2 separate regions of the Mus musculus genome follow, and region 2 is linked to region 1. Evidence: chromatin contacts called from public Hi-C data. All regions are on one chromosome and are shown on one strand. The core of a region is the stretch at or near the end of the contact, and the rest is flanking DNA. Distances in the headings are between cores, read along the strand shown.

Region 1 (4,179 bases), core at 1,255-3,754:
CATCAGAAATCCTTGGTCTCTCAGGCAGTCCTCAATTAGGTCCTCCTGCAGGAGATGCTTTTGCAGCTGGGTGGCCCCGACCATTCCTGCTACAGATGGGGATTCTAGGGTCTTGCTGATGAGCGGATTGTTTTCTTTGTTGCTGGTTACTGTTGTCATTTTGTTTTGTTTTGTTTTGTTTTGTTTTGTTTTGTTTTGTTTTGTAATTGTCAACTTGACCCAAGCTAGAAAGAGGGAACCCCAGTTGGAAAACCACCTCCATCAGCAGGTCCTGTAAACAGGCCTGTGGGAGCATTTTCTTAATTAATGATTGCTATGGAAAGGCCCAGCTCTCCCCTGAGCTGATGGTCTTGGAAGGTGTAAGAGAGCAGGCTGAAGAAGTCATGGGGAGCAAGCCAGTAAGCAGCACCACTCCATGGCCTCCGCACCAGCTCCCGCCTACAGGTTCCTACTTTAGTCCCTGCCCTGACTTCCTTTCATCATGAACTGACTAGAAGCTATAAGCTGAAATAAACCCTTTCCCCCTTATCTGTCAAGAACAGTGTTTATTACAACACTGGTGAGCAAGGGCAGAAGAGTCTCATGCAATGAGGGAAGAACTGGGCCACCTGTGGGGTGTGGAGGGAGGGGCTCAGTGCAGGGTCTCAGATGGTGGCCTTCAGGCATCCAGGGGGGCCATGTTTGGCATGATTCTGATGGCTGGGAATGCTTGAGGTTTATTAGGAAAGCAAACACCAAAAGACATTTTAAAAAAATCATATCAGTTTCCATATAATGCTAAACAATGTGTTCCTGATTGCGGGGCTAAGATCTTTCAGATTTTCTAGTGTAACCAGGAGACCCCCTGGGAGCCAGAATGAGTTCTCCTTGGTGATCTACCCAGATTATTGTCTGGTGTAGCCAGACCCAGGCCTCTACCGCCATCTACTGTGCAGGTCCTGTTACAAACATTGTTTAGTTTGGCAAGAGACACTGTGCTTCAAAGGGTACCTTAAACCTGAAGGCCAGGCCTTTCTTTCTTCCCCAGAGCACCACAGTATGACACAGCCGTGCATTGCTTAGCAGTGGAAAGCCATCCTCAGGAAGCCATCATTAGGGGCTTTACCGTGGAACTATGACAGCACTTAGGCCTAGCAAGCTACCCATGTAAACTGTGCAGTCTGTTATGTGGGCAAAGCCTGGCGCTCCTGGGTCAGTGGTGAACTAAACCACTTATGACCAAGCCAAGCAGGAGAGAAAATGGTATAATCGAAAGTCATTGAAAACAACAGAGGTGTGAAGCCACTGCTCTTATATCATTTGACTATAAACTTTGTTTTTTAATAAGTGAAAGGAATTTAAAAAATAACACTCTAAGACAGCAATAGAAAATATAATCAGTACATGAACTAGTGACCCTGTCCCTCGGTGCTAAGTATCATGTACTGTCTATAATTGTGCTTGGTGTATTTACAATTGGTTGCTCACTAGATTTGTTTACATTAGTGTTGCCATAGAAACGGCCACCATATACATAGTTCATTACTGACCAATATCTTTACAGCGCTCATGACTATTCATTCAGTTTCAGCAGAAAGCCATGCTTCAAAACAGGAAAGCATCATGCTTAAGGCTACAGGGCGTGGGGATGTTTCTGGTCTCAATTCTATGTAACTCTCAAGTCCTTCATCCCACTTAATGCCATTATGAATTGAAGAACCCGGGCTATCACATCCACCGCCTGCCTTCTCCATTCCTGGTCCAGCTACTTCCTCCTGAACGTCACCTGTCCTGAGTCATTGCCCATCTGTTTGCTTCCTCGCCCAACGTCTCCGCATCCCCACCGATCCCCATTTCATCTTCTTAGGGATGACACCTGGAAGCTGAGTGGGTGATGGAAGCCTAATTCTGGAGAGAAGAGAACAGCAAAGAAGACAGGAGGGTGATAGAGTGAGGATGACAAGCCCTTGCAGGGTTGACAAGGTTTGCTCAGAGATAGAAACACCCAGTTGCTATGATTTTAGAAATGGCAACAATTATCTCTGATTTTAGAGTTGCTACAATTGTCTCCGCTTTTTCTTAGGCGATGAGAAAACAAGAAGTAATTTCCCATGTTGGGGAATATGTGGCAGAACTGGAAACCAGGCCAATGTCACCCAGAAAGCTGTAGCTCCAGATGGCAGGGAGCCCAGCTGGTAGAGAAGTGCCCTCTGTGAATCGTGGCTGGCATCCTTGCCTCAGGTAGAGCAGTGGGTCCTGAGGGCGACTGAATAGGAAGTAAATGGCTATCTATATCTTTATTCTAGAAGCACGAGGTCTCTATCTGTCCATTAATATTGCATTTGGTTAACGCAGCATACTTAATGCACCTAAGATGGGTAAAATTCACTTTAAAGGGTCACAGAGAGAGGATCCCAAAAAAAATTTTTTTCAGCACATTTAAAGGCTGTAACTGTTGCTCTGTCTGCAGCAGGCTTGGTACAATAGTAAGAACAGCTGTGTGTGTGCAATGCTTCCCTTCCCATCTCTGTGTTCAGCAACTTCACACTGTCAGCTGCAGCCTAGGCAGGGAGCTGTGCACAGTAGGAACTGGCAGATGTGCTAGAAGGGGGGTGAGCTTCAGATGCCCACACCCTCTAGACCTCCACTCTCTGTAGACCTTGCCTGGCGGAAGTCTGTGTGCTCCAAACCCTCTCTCCAGTGCATCTGTCCACGGAACAGGCCTGCTTCTGAGCTCTCCTCCCAGCTCAGGATGGCCTTTTGGGAGCTCTTTTTTGAAACAGTAATCTTTCAAAAACCTGCACCTTTTCTGGCTGTTCCTCTTGATCAAGGGCACTACTGACCCCAAGTCAGATCCTCGGCAGTCAACCTAGAAGCCGCCTGGTTACGCCTTGAGATCCGTAATGGTGGATCTCTATTGCCAGTTTGATGGGGGTTTACAGCCACTCTGGAAACAAATGCCCGGGCATGTCTGTGAGGAGCCTTCTGGATTGGGTTGAGTCAGAAAGATACAACCTGAGCAGGCTGGGTCCCAGCCTGAGCAAAGGCCTAAGAGCAAGCTGAAACACCAACAATCTATTGTTCTCTGTTTACCGGCTGTGGATGCCATGTGACCGGTTCTTTCCTGATACTGTAGCCATGCCTTTCCTCCCATGAAGGACTGCAGAAAATTCGAAGCAAGCAAGCAGCCCCTTGTTGCCTTCGTTTGCTTCTCAGTCAGGAATTTTGCTACAGCACTGAGGACCGAGGAAGTACTGAATACAAGGTCCAACCCCACTGCTTAGACCGCAATGTTGCCTTCCCAGACATAATACAGCCAGCTCCTTCTGGACTCATACTATATATATATATATATGCAAAAATACATATGTGCACACAGATGTAACAATAATAAAGAGGAAGAGGTCATGAACTCAAGGTGAGATGAAGAAGAATGTGGAAGTGTTAGGGCCAGGAGAGGTGGAAATGGTATGAATACAGTACTCATGTACGAAATTCTCAAAACTAAAGAAGTGATTATAAAAAACAACATTCATGCAGTGAGCTACGTTTTAGGTAAAAGAAAAGAGGTACCAGCTCCTTGCCTTCCGAAGTCTGCTCGCCACAGAATCCCTGGCAGCGAGGGTTCTTGGCAGCATGTCAGAAAGGATATTTCAAGGCAGACACTAATGCGGTTACACATGTCTCTGCACTCAGCAAAAGGTTCCGCTTGTGCCCTGGAGGCTGTGCTACCTGACATCAGGCTGGCGGCTCTGAATGAGTCAACCATTGTCTCGGGCTGGAGAGCCAGAGTGGAGTCAGAAAACCTGAAGTCTTACTTACATGTTTCCTAAGTTCAAAGCCAGCGATCAGTAGAAGGCAGAACAGCGATGCTCCACCCTCGGACATCAAATCCCCCAGCTGTCAACTACATCAACTTTATAGACTGGGAGGAGGACAATGCTTGTGAAGATGGTGGCAGATTAAAACTCTTTGTGCTGTGACTCTGTCCCCACTCAGACAAGTGCAGAGAGCCTGACAGAGCCCAGAGCTGTGCTCCACCGGAGGGAAAGCTGCCCACAACGAGGACACTAGCTGTCTTAGTCTGTCAGTGCAGCCTCCAGAAAGGACACAGTTGGGGGTGGAGGAGCCTCACAGGACAGAGAACGCTGATGTGATCCCGGTTTCCCAGAGGTACGATAGCCAAGTCCTTATACCCAT
Region 2 (4,179 bases), core at 722-3,221, 670 kb before region 1:
GGTGCCCCCACATCATAGGTACATCTCACCATCTCCGTTAGACCTGCCTGGAAAACCCCTCACACAAGCCAGAGAGTGGCTTTGTGGTGACTCTCAGTGCAGTTATATTGACAGTCAACACTGACTGTAGGCTACAGGGCTCAAAGATGGTCCTATCAGCTGTTCCAACTGGGTGTGCCTAACTCCATAGTCCAAGCCTTTCTCTTTTTAAAGTTTTAGGAATGGTTCAGTTCACTGCTATCAATGTTCTTTCCAGAGGGAGTATATAGACACTAGGAAGGAGAACGCCAGAGCTATAACAAATCACCCCAGGAACTCTGGGTCCCACAGCATGGGTGTCAGTTAAAAGCACAGATTCATTGTTGGACTGCCTGGGTTTGAATCCTGGGGTCACCCACTAGAGACACTCTTTACTCCATTCTCGTGTGTGTGTGTGTGTGTGTGTGTGTGTGTGTGTAAAGAGGTTTAACAGAGAAGGGAAGACTCACTTTTTAAAAAAGGGGCCAGGATCCCCAAATCCTCTTTGAGATCATACCACCAATGAGATAAGGAGATAAGGATCTTTTATAAGACTCAGATCTTTCTTTCTTTCTTTCTTTCTTTCTTTCTTTCTTTCTTTCTTTCTTTCTTTCTTTCTTTCTTTCTTTCTTTCTTTCTTTCTTCCTTCCTTCCTTCCTTCCTTCCTTCCTTCCTTCCTTCCTTCCTTCCTTGTATATGAGTATACTGTTGCTGTCTTCAGACACACCAGAAGAGGGCATCGGATCCCATTACAGATGGTTGTGAGCCACCATGTGGTTGCTGGGAATCGAACTTCTGGAAGAGCAGTCAGTGCTCCTAACCCCCCACCCCCACCCCGGGCCATCCCCGCAGCCTGGGAAGACCCACTTTTAATGTAGGCAGCACAATACAGTGGACTGGGGTCACACACTGACTCCAAAGGTGGTGGAGAATGCCCATGAATACCAGCCCTCATCCCCTCTGCTTCTGGTCTGTGATAAACTGTGACCTCACACTCCAGCCACGGTGCCCACACAGCTCTCTCTCTGAGGGCACGGCAGACTTTTTGATTCTGAACCTTAGGTCCTGCTGGAGGGTGCTTGGCACACAGATGACCTTCCACAACCTTCCTTTAGCCCCTGCCCTCAGGACTAGACTGTGGTTAGTTAGTCTGGCATTTCTAGGTCAAATATGAGAACCAGTTTCAAGGAGGTAACATTACTTTGGCTGGTGGCTTCGGTGCCTTCTGTCCTCAGTCATGCTGATTCCGTTTCTGGGCATGAGGTGCAGAAGGGAACCACCACAGCAGAAGAGAACGGGCTGAGTCATTCACCTCCAGGTGACCTGGAATGGCCCCACAGCCATGGAACTATACTGCGAATATCTGGTTTGCAGGGTATCTGATATACAGCCCCCAACGGGTTCATGACACAGGTGGAGAACCACTGGCTTAAGACAACGTGAAAACACGTTACAAAGAGCCTGTCTTTCTGGGAGGCATCGGTTCAATTGTTGTGGCATGAACCTTGACACCTCTGAATTATTAGCTGATTGGATGCCAGCCACAGCCACAGCCACAGCCACAGCCACAGCCACAGCCACAGCCACAGCCACAGCCACCAGGCATCACTGATGGAACCAGCTACACTTGGTTCAGACCCTAAGCTCGGCTCTTTTATTTCCGTTGTTTTTCCTCTCTGAAATGGAGATTATCATTCCTGCCTCACTGAGAGGTGAGGAACTCCACGAATGCCCACTAGCCCATGCTGGACTCATCCTGACTGTAACTAAAGGTGGATGGCCTTTTAGAACAGTTTCTATTCCTGATCATGTCAGCTTGCAGGCAGGTGTCTATCAGGACAGACACACTCACTGGGAACAAAACCTAGCCCTTCTGGATAAAGGATACACTTGCCTATGGACCTTGGGTGCGAGGGTGGGGGAGTTCTGTGTAGACCGATCCTTTTCTTTTTCCGTGGGATGGACAGCCTTGCAACCACACACCACTCCTTAGTACCCACAGGCTCCATTACCAGCTTGTCTTTCATTGCCATCACAAGGCTCCCAGCCAGCCAGTCATCTGGAGTGTGCTAATTCTCCTCTGTTGCTGGCAGAGATCTGGGATCAGCTCTGCATTAGGACAAGTTGTAAGTAAACATACATTACTCAGTGTGGCCTGTCTTCCTACCACATTGTCTTAAAATCAGACAGCTTTGAACTGAAGTCTGACTGAGGAAAAAAATCTGTATGTTATTTAATTCAGACAATTCATTTTACAGAGAAAATTGACAATGCTTTGTAAGAAACCTGACCACAGACATGGTGCCCAGAGATCAGGTCTTCTGAGTCTGATTGTCACCTGGAGTTTCGATCCATCGGTCACTCTGACACCTGCTCATGTAAGCTCAGGCTTTGTTTGTACATTGTGAAAACAGAGTTGGAAAGGAGACAGTCTCTGTTCTCCCAGTCTCAGAACTTCCCTCCCTCCTTCTCCCTTTTTCCTCCCTCCCCTGCAGTCCCTTCCCCTCTCTCTCCTCAAAATGTTCCTTTCTCCATCCACCCACATCATCTGTCCACTCATTTTCCCATGTGTCTTTTCAGTCATTTGTTTATCTGACCACAGGGTATCTGTTTGTATGTCCCTCAATCTACGTCTCTTTCCCTATCTCCACTAATACATCTATGGCTCTATCCACTTGTGGCAATCAAGGTATCTCCCGAGATCTGGGCTGCGGAAATGACCACACTGAATAGCAAACCCTTCTCTTTAGGCTTTCTCACCTCTCGTGGGGGAGAAACCTGCATCTAAGGATGTAGACAGGGATCCTCATACAAGAAAGGAGACCTGCCTCTTATTTCTGAGAAGGCTTCATTCAGAGGGTGAGGGCAGTCACCTCTTGGGTAGGAGTCCCCAATGGTAACGACCAGGAAGAAACTCTTAGGTTGAGGGGACAATGGTGAAGCTCGAGGGTCTGGAGGGCTTGGAGGGGGGATGTGATGTCCTTTGATGGCTCTTTCAGGGAGTGACCTATGTAGTTAATAGTTGAGAGAGGTTGTCAAAGTAGGACCTTGAATATTAGACTTGGAGCCAGAATGCTGCCCTGTGGGTGTCTGGAAACCATTGCAGGGCTCTCAGTGGGCCAGGACTTAGGTCAGTGAGCATTTAGAAAGATTGCTTTTGATGGTTGGATCAGAGGAGAGAGTGGCAGTATCAAGGATTTTAAAGTTGGCTCTAATAGCCCCAGAACATTTGACATCACGACATCTTGGCAGTAGAGTTGGGGACTGGAGGTGGGATTTCAGAGACTGGAGAGGGAGTGTCATCAGGCCTTGAAGAGTGAGCCATGGCGATGTCCTTTAAGACCACAGTGGGGAAAGGACTTTTGTGGGTGGGAGTGATTAACTTAATTTTAGGACTCTGCAGAAACACTGAGAGGAGAGCTGGGAGGTATGTTAGTTTTAAGACCCGAAACTTCAGCAAGATGTGGGGAAGTTATCGGTGAAGATGGAGAGATGGAGCTGAGTGGAGAGTCACTGCACACAGAGCGGCAGCTGGCATGGAGGCTGGAGCTTCTTGGGGGAGTTCTCTGGTCAGCAATAGTCAGTCTAGAGAAGGACAGAAGGATGAAACAGTGAAGACTTTGATGATTGTACTATGGTTACATCTGTTGTTACATTAGAGGAAGCTGGGTGAAGGATTTGTGCCATTTAGAGTTCTCTTGAGGAACATCACCAATAGGATGAATATAATGAATATATGTGGATATTTTTCTTAACTTAGAAACACTTCCACTAAAACTATATTGTTATACATGTTATGTAGCAATTTCCTAAAAGTTGAAACGTTCATCCTGAAGGGAGACTGGTTGAGACTCAGGAAGTAAACAACTCAAAAGTCTCAGGAAGTCCCTGAAATTTACCAGATGCACAAGGTTCCCTATATATCTTAAAGTATATAAGCAGTCAGGACTACTGAGGAGAGGAGACTCTGATCTGTTAAACGGCCTGCATATCATACCGAGAACTCAAGCGAGGCAGCTTTCCTGACTATCGCCTGTGTTGGGTGGGCTTTCAGTGCTGTATCTGCCTTTGAGTTACCTATGTTCACGAGATAACATCTGTAAACTCACTAGTTCACCAGGGTGGATGTCAGGATTGGAATTACCTAGGTCTGGAGATATT

Evidence for each region. A called contact is a pair of places that touch in the nucleus more often than the background predicts.
Region 2: a contact with region 1 is called in a Hi-C map of cortical neurons, with 8 times the contacts expected there. The contact joins two enhancer-like sites. A contact is called at or near these places in 1 of 39 promoter capture datasets (embryonic stem cells), 1 of 15 datasets of contacts at CTCF or cohesin (the NIH/3T3 cell line), 46 of 484 Hi-C or Micro-C datasets (the AML12 cell line, B cells, the Ba/F3 cell line and 25 more), 3 of 115 datasets of contacts at active chromatin or transcription factors (astrocytes, embryonic basal ganglia and large pre-B cells) and 1 of 9 other capture datasets (embryonic stem cells).

What each region holds. Positions count from the first base shown.
Region 1 is chr13:53,776,091-53,780,269 of GRCm38.p6, reverse strand. All of the region lies in intron 1 of Gm34439 (a long non-coding RNA gene), which reads left to right. Among named protein-coding and RNA genes, the nearest start is that of Gm34439, 9.5 kb to the left of the region's middle. Within about 2 kb of position 2,504, at least 12 of the 459 cell types and tissues checked have an H3K27ac peak or open chromatin away from gene starts, as enhancers often do. A contact at or near this core is called in cortical neurons, where this site is marked.
Region 2 is chr13:54,441,778-54,445,956 of GRCm38.p6, reverse strand. No RefSeq gene overlaps it. Among named protein-coding and RNA genes, the nearest start is that of Thoc3, 25 kb to the left of the region's middle. Within about 2 kb of position 1,971, at least 5 of the 459 cell types and tissues checked have an H3K27ac peak or open chromatin away from gene starts, as enhancers often do. A contact at or near this core is called in cortical neurons, where this site is marked.